Regions from separate parts of the Mus musculus genome. Here region 2 is linked to region 1. A link is a contact called in public HiChIP or PLAC-seq data. All regions are on one chromosome and are shown on one strand. The core of a region is the stretch at or near the end of the contact, and the rest is flanking DNA. Distances in the headings are between cores, read along the strand shown.

What was found. HiChIP or PLAC-seq counts read pairs in DNA pulled down with a chosen protein or histone mark.
Region 2: a contact with region 1 is called in an H3K4me3 HiChIP or PLAC-seq map of the 230-238 cell line, with 8 times the contacts expected there. The contact joins the promoter of Ccdc89 here to the enhancer-like site in region 1. A contact is called at or near these places in 8 of 39 promoter capture datasets (the 3T3-L1 cell line, the HPC-7 cell line, HPC-7-derived erythroid cells and 4 more) and 1 of 115 datasets of contacts at active chromatin or transcription factors (the 230-238 cell line).

What each region holds. Positions count from the first base shown.
Region 1 is chr7:89,848,478-89,853,043 of GRCm38.p6, forward strand. Me3 (malic enzyme 3, NADP(+)-dependent, mitochondrial) reads left to right here. Exons shown (of 14, transcript NM_181407.4): 11 at 131-273; 12 at 1,117-1,290; 13 at 1,856-1,954; 14 at 3,259-4,566. The coding sequence ends at 3,420. Among named protein-coding and RNA genes, the nearest start is that of Ccdc81, 53 kb to the right of the region's middle. Within about 2 kb of position 2,149, at least 24 of the 459 cell types and tissues checked have an H3K27ac peak or open chromatin away from gene starts, as enhancers often do.
Region 2 is chr7:90,425,026-90,429,281 of GRCm38.p6, forward strand. It overlaps Ccdc89 (coiled-coil domain containing 89), which reads left to right and starts at 1,287. Exons shown (of 1, transcript NM_027298.1): 1 at 1,287-3,639. The coding sequence starts at 1,559. The coding sequence ends at 2,671.

The sequences.
Region 1 (4,566 bases), core at 899-3,398:
ATAGCAGATTTTATTCCCAAGATTCCCAAGTCTGTCATGAGGTACCTACTTCCCTCCCCAGTGCCACATGAAGAGAAACGGGATATTTATACCCAGTAGGCCTTCCCTACTACCCCCCTTTTCCCTGTAGGTGTCGCTGCCATCGCAGGAGCCTTCACGGAGCAGATTCTGAGGGACATGGCTTCCTTCCATGAGCGCCCTATCGTCTTTGCCCTGAGCAACCCCACCAGCAAGGCTGAGTGCACAGCTGAGAAGTGCTACCGGGTCACCGAGGTCAGCGGGGAGTTCTTTCTCCCACCAGCTGAGAGAAAGTAGTAACAGTTACACCAGAAACCCTATATGGGTGACAGAGAGTGCCCCGTCATAGTAAGCAAGCTGAGGTTTAGAACGATGAAGAGAACACATGGAGGGACCCATGGCTCCGGCTGCATATTTAAGAGAGGATGGCCTTGTCTGGGATCACTGGGAGGGGAGGCCCTTGGTCCTGTGAAAGCTTGATGCCCCAGTGTGTGGGACTGCTGGGGGGGTGATGAGGTGGGAGCGGGTAGGTGGGTGGGGGAGCACCCTCATAGAAACAGGGGGGAAGGGGAGTGAGTTAGAGGAGTTTCGGAGGGGAAACCAGGAAGGGGGATAACATTTGAAGTGTAAATAAAATAACCAATAAAAAATTTATTTAAAAAAAAAAGAAAGATGAGTCAACTTTCCAAACATCATCAAACTAATAAAGAATAGAGCTACCTCTGAAACTTAGAATTAACTCCAAAACCAAAGCTCTCCCCATGATACTGTGCTTCTCAATGCTCCAAAGCTCTGGATAGAGCTTTATCCAGAACCATGCTTCTGTATTCTCTAGGCAACTGACCAGACTTGGCCCTTCCAAATGTTGGGGGGAAGGGTCACCATGACCACCACTGTCAGTAACTTAAAGGGAGGTGGGGCTTAGCTTTCTGGTCAGATAAGTAAATTGTTCTTAGAGTACTTACCAAGTTCTCACTACAGTTCTGAACACTTAAGGGAGAATGAAGCGGACCCCATATTTAAGAGACAAGAATAGACTACCATGACTACTCCAAACCTGTCTCCATGATCCAGCTCTTGTTTTCTTCCTGCCTCCAGGGCCGAGGAATCTTTGCCAGTGGAAGTCCTTTTAAGAGTGTGACTCTGGAAGATGGCAGGACATTCACTCCTGGTCAGGGAAACAATGCCTATGTGTTTCCTGGGGTAGCTCTGGGTGTCATCGCTGGTGGGATCCGGCACATCCCAGATGAAATCTTCCTCCTGACGGCAGAGGTACCACTGTCTTTTCTTCCTAGGGTGCTTCTAATCTAATAGGGTTGGTGGATCAACACCAGGTCTTTAAGCCTGGTGACCCCTGGATTCGTCCTCTCATCTCTTCTGCCCACTCACTGCCCCCCAACACTGGCATTAGAGAAGAAACAAGGCTGGAAAGGAAAACTCATAGAACCATGACCAGAGAAATGATTTTGTTTAGATGACCATTTAGAATATCAAGCGTGTCGGAGGAGACTAGAATCCAAGAAGTAAGGAACCCAGAGACCATTGTGTAACAGGCTGTGGCCAACCAGAGGACAAAAAGCTTTGTTTGCCGGTCACAACTACATCCTTCTTGGTCTTGGTGATTTTCTTTTAGAATTCAGGGAGTCCCGTGCTGCTTTGAACATCAGCCATATTTACTATAGACAGAATGAGTCTTTGTTTAAGCCTAGCATTAAGCTTCCTTATGTGGCACAGGTTGCAGTACCTGGGCAAGCTTTGGGATAAGGGGATGGATTTGTTCTGTGATGAAAAAAAAAAATCAACCTATCTCTCTCCCTTCCCCTCTCCCTCTCTCTAGCAAATTGCCCAAGAAGTCTCTGAGCAGCACCTGTCTCAGGGGAGACTCTACCCACCACTCAGCACCATCCGAGATGTGTCTCTGAGAATTGCAGTCAAAGTAAGGGGTATCCTACTTGTATCCCTCTGGCATGGGTAGTAAGGCTCCACCTATTCCTCTGACTTCAGGAGAGCTAAGGGGATGGCAGCCAGGGAAACATCCTGAGCTCCCTGAGCATCCCTGCATGCACACCAAAGACTGAGTGACAAACTCTTGCCTGCTCAACAGCCTGAGTCCCAAATACCCATTCAGGCCAATTCTAGGAAAGCACCCAGATTTCCTCCAAAACATCAGGAAAGGCCACCAGAGGCCATGGTCTTGTGAACCAGAACGTGGGTGGAATTTTTTTCTTAATGAATCATAGTCAGTCATTTATGAGAAAGGTCAGCTTGCATAGCCTCATGGCAAGGACTCGGGCTTTGGAGTCCTTACTCTGGCAATCAGCAGATATCTTTACTTCATTCCACTTCGGTTCTGAAGAGGTCAGAAGTTCCTCTCTCCTGGAGCTCTGGAGACTAAATGTTCCTGCTAAGCATGGCACATGTTTCTTTTCCCTCTTTCTCTCTTTAAGAGGTGAGGAGGTGATCAGGTTCACAGAATATTCCAGACTGTGAGATTATGCAAAAGCGATAGGTTTTCAAATACAGCACAATACAATAAAGACCAATTTCAAATAATAACTATCCAAGCTGGATAATGGATACGTATCATTCCCATTAGTGTATATGGCTTTTTCTGTTAGAATGACAAATAATTTCATAAACTGCACTGCTCAGCAATACATAGTTAGTTGACTATGTATTAAGTCAGCAGTACATGAGTTAGTTGTCCAGGGCAGGCACCCTTAAACCGCAGCTGTAAAGTCCAACAACTTAGTCCCAGTCCAGCTCAGCCACCACACTTCCTTCATTAAGGCTATTTGTTCATAAGAAAATCATCCAGTTCAACCTCTCAGCCAGCAAGGGAATGGCCTCTATTCACATCGCTCTAGGAAAGGGATATAATTACTCTGCTTACCGACTAGGACACTGAAGTACCCATGAAGCCTGACATGGCTGGAAACCCACAGGGAGTGGGAAGCAGGTGAGATAGGCTCAGCCTCTTTTAGCCTGGCCCAGGCATGAGGTATGAACCCTTTATCTCCGGAGCTCTGGAGAGGGAGACTACAAGCCTCTTGGGGGGGAAGTAAGTACTATCTAGAAAGAAAGTTCTAACCCTCCCCTTCCAGTGGTGTCGTAGGTCACAACTGAAGAGAAACACTGGTTCTTTAGGAGATACTCCTTAGCCCCTGGCTGCCAAGTAAGGAGCCTTTAAGACAGACTTACCCATAGATCTAGTTCCTCACCCGAACATATTTTTCCTAGGTCCTCGACTATGCATACAAACACAACTTGGCCTCCTACTATCCAGAGCCCAAGGACAAGGAGGCTTTTGTAAAATCTCTGATCTACACTCCAGACTATGACTCCTTCTCACTAGACACCTACAGCTGGCCTAAGGAAGCTATGAGTGTTCAGAAGGTCTGACGCAGTCTCCAGAGATGGTTTGGGCTGGATGAAGAAATACAATATAAACCGGTTCCAAAATGGCCAGTCTTGTCTCTGTGGTTATATTTGTCATTTGTCTTCCTTTGGGTTTGGGGGTAGATGCTAAGGCAAACAGCGATGATAGCTTTGTTCCTGAAGGCCCTGGAGACTCATTTTCCTATAACCTTTGTCTGAATTCCTTTCTGAATATCTCTTTTACTATTAATTGCTATCTACTAATCAAACCTTCTGGAAATTTCTGCCTAGAACCTCACCTTTGTAGAGGTAAAGGTCTAGATTGGACATGAGTCCTTTTTCATAAGAGAGAAAGTGTTATGTCCATGAAAAAAAAAAGTTAATATAGAAGACAGCATGCTCGGAGGAGAATGGACACTTCCTATAAAGACAAAAAGGAGAGCTGGCTTTGTACTTTGCCCCAAGAATAAAGGGTGGGTTAAGTCATAAACACTCAAGAAATGCAAGCAAAGCTACTTGCTAGAAAATGAGGTCCACTCCTCAGGAAGTTAATCCCTTTCAGAAGAATATATTACCTTCAAGACTCAGTAGGATGTGGGGGGCTGAGTGGCTAGACGTTCATCAAGAGGGCTCACTGCCCTTTGGGTTGTTGAGTACATTCTTTTTTGTCATCACTAAAAGTAGAGAAATAGGGGTGGGAAGGGTCAGCATGCCAAAGACTGAGGAAAAGGAGACGCAGTGAGAGTAAACACCGTGAGGAAGGTCAGCCCCGTTAGATTTAATGTCTAACAAAGACGTGATTTAATGTTCCGAGTTCTGGAACAGATTCTCCTTCCCATCCTTCACACTGGCATAACTGAGCAAGTCAAAGCAGTTTGCTTGTAGAGATGACGTCAGTCTGACCTTGGTGTTTTGGAGGCCAGTTTAGTGAAAACTTCTACCTCTCCCATGTTGAGAAGTACTCACACTCCAAGACAAACAGTAAAGAACAGCTTGGAGCCCCTGCTGTGACCCATCTCATTTCACTGTATAAGTCATGCTTAAGACCTACCCCTGCTGTCTCCTCGGCCAGGATTCCTGCTGCCTATAAGAGTAGGTCCGATTTGACTGTCTCTCAGTTCAAGCCAGGTAAACTATAAAGATCCATGGAGAGAATTTAGCAGATTCATG
Region 2 (4,256 bases), core at 37-2,536, 580 kb after region 1:
AAATCTATCGATTTTGATGTTACAGAAGTTAATTTGTACTTAACAAAATACATTTTTAAATGTGGAAAAACTATTCAATAAAGATCTCTGAATATCTGTTATGTGTGTGGGCCTTAGGTAGGTAGGGAGGGAGGGAGACAGTTATTCCAACCCGGAGAAACAACTGATGTTAATATTTTGAGAGTTTTTCCTGTTCTTAGAAAATATATTTTATAATTTCAGTTTGTTATATCACATAACCATATAAGGTAATCAACAAATACAATGTTCACTATATGTAAAACAAGAAGAGACACATTCAAATTTTCTGGTCATTTGCTCTTTATATTCTGGATGAAAGTCAGTTAAGAGTGTCTATGCTAACTAAAAGTGCTTTAACTGTATTGAGAGCCAGTAACTGTCCTTGTGGGGAGCTGTTTGTTTGAAATAATCTGAAGAAGAAGGAGGAGGAAGAGGAGGAGGGGGAGGAGGAGGAGGAGGAGGAGGAGGAGGAGGAGGAGGAGGAGGAGGAAGAAGAACCTTGTGCAAAGCTTCTGCCATCTACCTCATAATAATTAAGAAGCTTGGAATCTAAATATCCAAAAGAAACAGCTAATTGAGCATTATCATGTTTAAAGGGAAATCATAATTAATGAGAATTATATCCATTTATTTTTACTGACTTTGGTGGATGAAATACCATCTAATTTTTGCTTGCATTTGTTGGATCATTCTTGAGATTCATTGCTCAGCTGTTTCTGTCTCGTTTTTAAAATGTATTTATTTATTTCTCTTTCAACATGGTGCTCTATTAATGCTTCTAAGGTTTTTATTAATATGTCAATCTTATCTGACACTTTTATACACACTCGACTATCACTCTTGGCGTCTTGTCAAACAGACTTGTATCTCCATGTTTCCAGTGTGCAAGGCACAAGTGTAATCAACCATCATGGGGTGTGTTGTTGTTTTGGTTTGGTTTTTGGTTTTTGTTTCTGATTTGATTGCATCTGTATTGTTCATTGCGTTTCTGTCTGTCCATTTATTTTCCCAATAGATAAACAGGAGGATTGAGTGTCTAACTAAAGGTGTCCACTCCCAAAGATAAGGTTAGAGTTAAGGGAAACAAAAGAAATTTCATTTATAGCAGCTGAGCTAAGACTTGGGTCCAGACTCTCCTTTGTGTGCACCCATGGCGAATTGTTTCTATAGACAGCAGTTTCTTTTCAGAATAAAGAGCAGAGTAAGTCACTGTAAGCTTACTTTGTTTACTCTTATGAGAAATCAGGATTTGTAGAGAATAGGAAGCTGACTTTGTGGAAGGCTTATGTCTTTGCGGCACAGGCGGGACAGTGGCAGTGAACTAAGAACTGTGATTGGTTTAAACGACATGCGTAGCCTGACCAGATTGGCCCTGAACTCCCCCTATTACCTCACTGCGTTCTGCAGGCCTGTCCACCAATTATAGGACTCCTTACTGGAAAAACCAACCGCTGGAGAGTGCCAAGCGTCCATAGCAACGCCCCTTTGAAATCAGAAGGGGGAAAGACTGAAGTCAGTTCTCCCGCAGAGCGCGTCTATGCCGCAGGAGGAGAAGACTCTTAGGATGGATACCCCACCCCCCGACGAGATCTTAGGAAAACAAAACGAAAACCTGCAAAACCAGGATGAGGAATTGGGGTTTAAGGAAATGGACGGTCTGAGAGAAGCTTTGGCCAACCTTAGGGGACTGTCTGAGGAGGAGAAGGGCGAGAAGGCAATGCTTCGCTCCCGCATCCAAGAGCAATCCCAGCTCATCTGCATCCTGAAACGCAGATCCGACGAGGCCCTGGAACGCTGCCAGATCTTAGAACTGCTCAACTCGGAGCTGGAGGAGAAGAGGCTGCAGGAGATGGAGAAGTTGAAGGCCCAGAGTGAGCACATCCAAAAGCTGGAGAATCACTTCATGATCCTGGCATCCAACCACGAGCAGATGATTCGCTTCAAGGATGCGCACAAGAGTGAAAACGTCAAGCTGAAAGAGGAGAATGCGAGGCTGAGGCAGGAAAACAACAGCCTCTTCAGCCAGGCTCTGAAAGACCAGGAGGCTAAGGTACTGGAGCTCACTACACTCAACAAGGCCCTGGTGGAGGAACTGGAGGTCTTGAAACAGAGATGCGCTCACGAAGCTAGCCAGGCTCAGGCCCGAGAGGAGGAGCTGCTGGGCCTGCAGAACCAGCAAGCCTGTGACCATGCCAAGGAGACCGAGGAGCTGCGCAGCCAGCTGCAGAGCATCAAACAGCAACACCAGCAGGCCACGGAACAGATGGGAAAGGAGCAAGAGGCTAATCTCAACCTGAACCAGGAGCTGCAGGCCAGGCTGCAGACTGTCCTGCGAGAGAAAGAGGAGCTGCTGCAGCTGTCCATGGAGAGAGGCAAGGTGCTTCAGAACAAACAGGCTGAGATCCGCCAGCTTGAGGAGAAGTTGGAGACAGCAGCCATGGCTAAGAAGCATGCGCTGGAACGCTTTGAGCAAGAGGCAGTGGCCGTTGATAGCAACCTGAGAGTTCGCGAGCTTCAGCGCAGGGTAGATGGGATCCAGAAAGCTTATGATGAGCTGCGTCTGCAATCAGAAGCCTTCAAAAAGCACAGCCTGGATCTCTTAAGCAAAGAGAGAGAGCTTAATGCCAAACTCCGCCATCTCTTTCCATAAGAGAAATTGTGCTTCCTGTGGTCTCCAGTCAATATTTCAAGTCCATGTGCCTTAGATTTATGGCAAAAGCAAAGATAATTCATTTACTATACTTTTAAGTACAAAAACTACTTTACTATGACGTTGTTGTTGTTACTGTTGCAAAGTTAATGTTAATTTTCAGTTACACCCACTAGAACACATTTAAGATTAACCAGTGTTCCCCGCTGTACCTTCAAAGGTTTCTTAAGATTATCCGTATCTTCTACCTCATAACTCACTCATTCTCAGCCTCAGACATCTTCCTATAGATAGCTTGAAAAGATGTATGATTTAATGGATCCTAAAATAAACATGCTATCGTGGGGGAAAAAAGGGAAGACACAGCCCCATTAGCCATTGCAGAACAATAGGCTTACAACACTGTAGGTGGGCGTATAAACAAACAGAAGTCAGCATGGTAGGACAAAAACTTCTCAGCAAAAAGGCTCTAATTGGATCTGATTTTGTATTAGCTTGGCAAAGCAAAAGTTTGATCATTCACTTGTGTGCCAAAGTGTAAAAGCTAGCTCTGATACATTCATTCTATTGAGCATTAAGATTCAAGTTCGTTACATCAACCAATTCTAATATTTTCTGCAAGTCTATCTTACTTCCACTTTCTTGGTTTTTCTCCTTAATAACTGAGAGGATTTAGACATTCTCTATTGAGACTATTTTACAATATGCTAATAGGCAAAAAAATTACCTCAATTTAAGGTAACTAGTCATAGCAGATTTTGGTAGCAGCTCATAAATTGTTTTCTGTTTCTGTCAATACATTTTGTGTAATTTTGTGTTTTAAAAGTCCAAGCTGAATGCGTATATGTGTACTTATGGCATTCTTTGTAGGAATAATTCAGTTTTGTAAAAGTAGCTATTTAACAGAGTTAAATGTAGATTAATGTAAAGTTCCTAAGGAAGTAAAGTTATCAAGTTAATTCCTAGAATATAATTTATTTTCTTATTTCTCCTATATTTAGTCATTGTTATATGCAATTATGAATACCTATAAGATAGATTATAGCATAGCAATTTTCTCATTCACTTGGTGCCAGGAACATCAAAAGTTACATAGCAAGTTTGATTTACTTAAAAGAACTATTACTTGGGGGCTTTCTTTGCCTGTTCTTGTTAGTTGTGCGTCTGTTTGCTTGCTTGTTTTGTGTGTGAGAGAGAAACATACACAGCCCAGGTTGCCTTTGAACTTATTTCCTAGACAATGTCATGATATAAATGAAGAAGGACGCATAGAGAATGTGATTGTTGCTTTCAAGTATTTTTTTTCTTTAATGATTTAGATTTTTTGTGTGTGGGTGCTTTGCCTGCATGTATGTACTCATCATGTATGTATTCTAGGAGCTCAGAAGATGGTGTCAGATTCTCTGGAACTAGAGCCATAGATGGTTGTGAGCTGCCATGAACTGAGCCAGGGTTCTTAGCAAGAGCAGTAAGTGCTCTTAGCCACTGGGTCCTCTGTCCACCCACCACCGAGTCTAACACTTTTCACATTCAAAGAGAGGATGCGTTGTCACTATTTTATAGATGAGACAGTGAGACTCTAAGA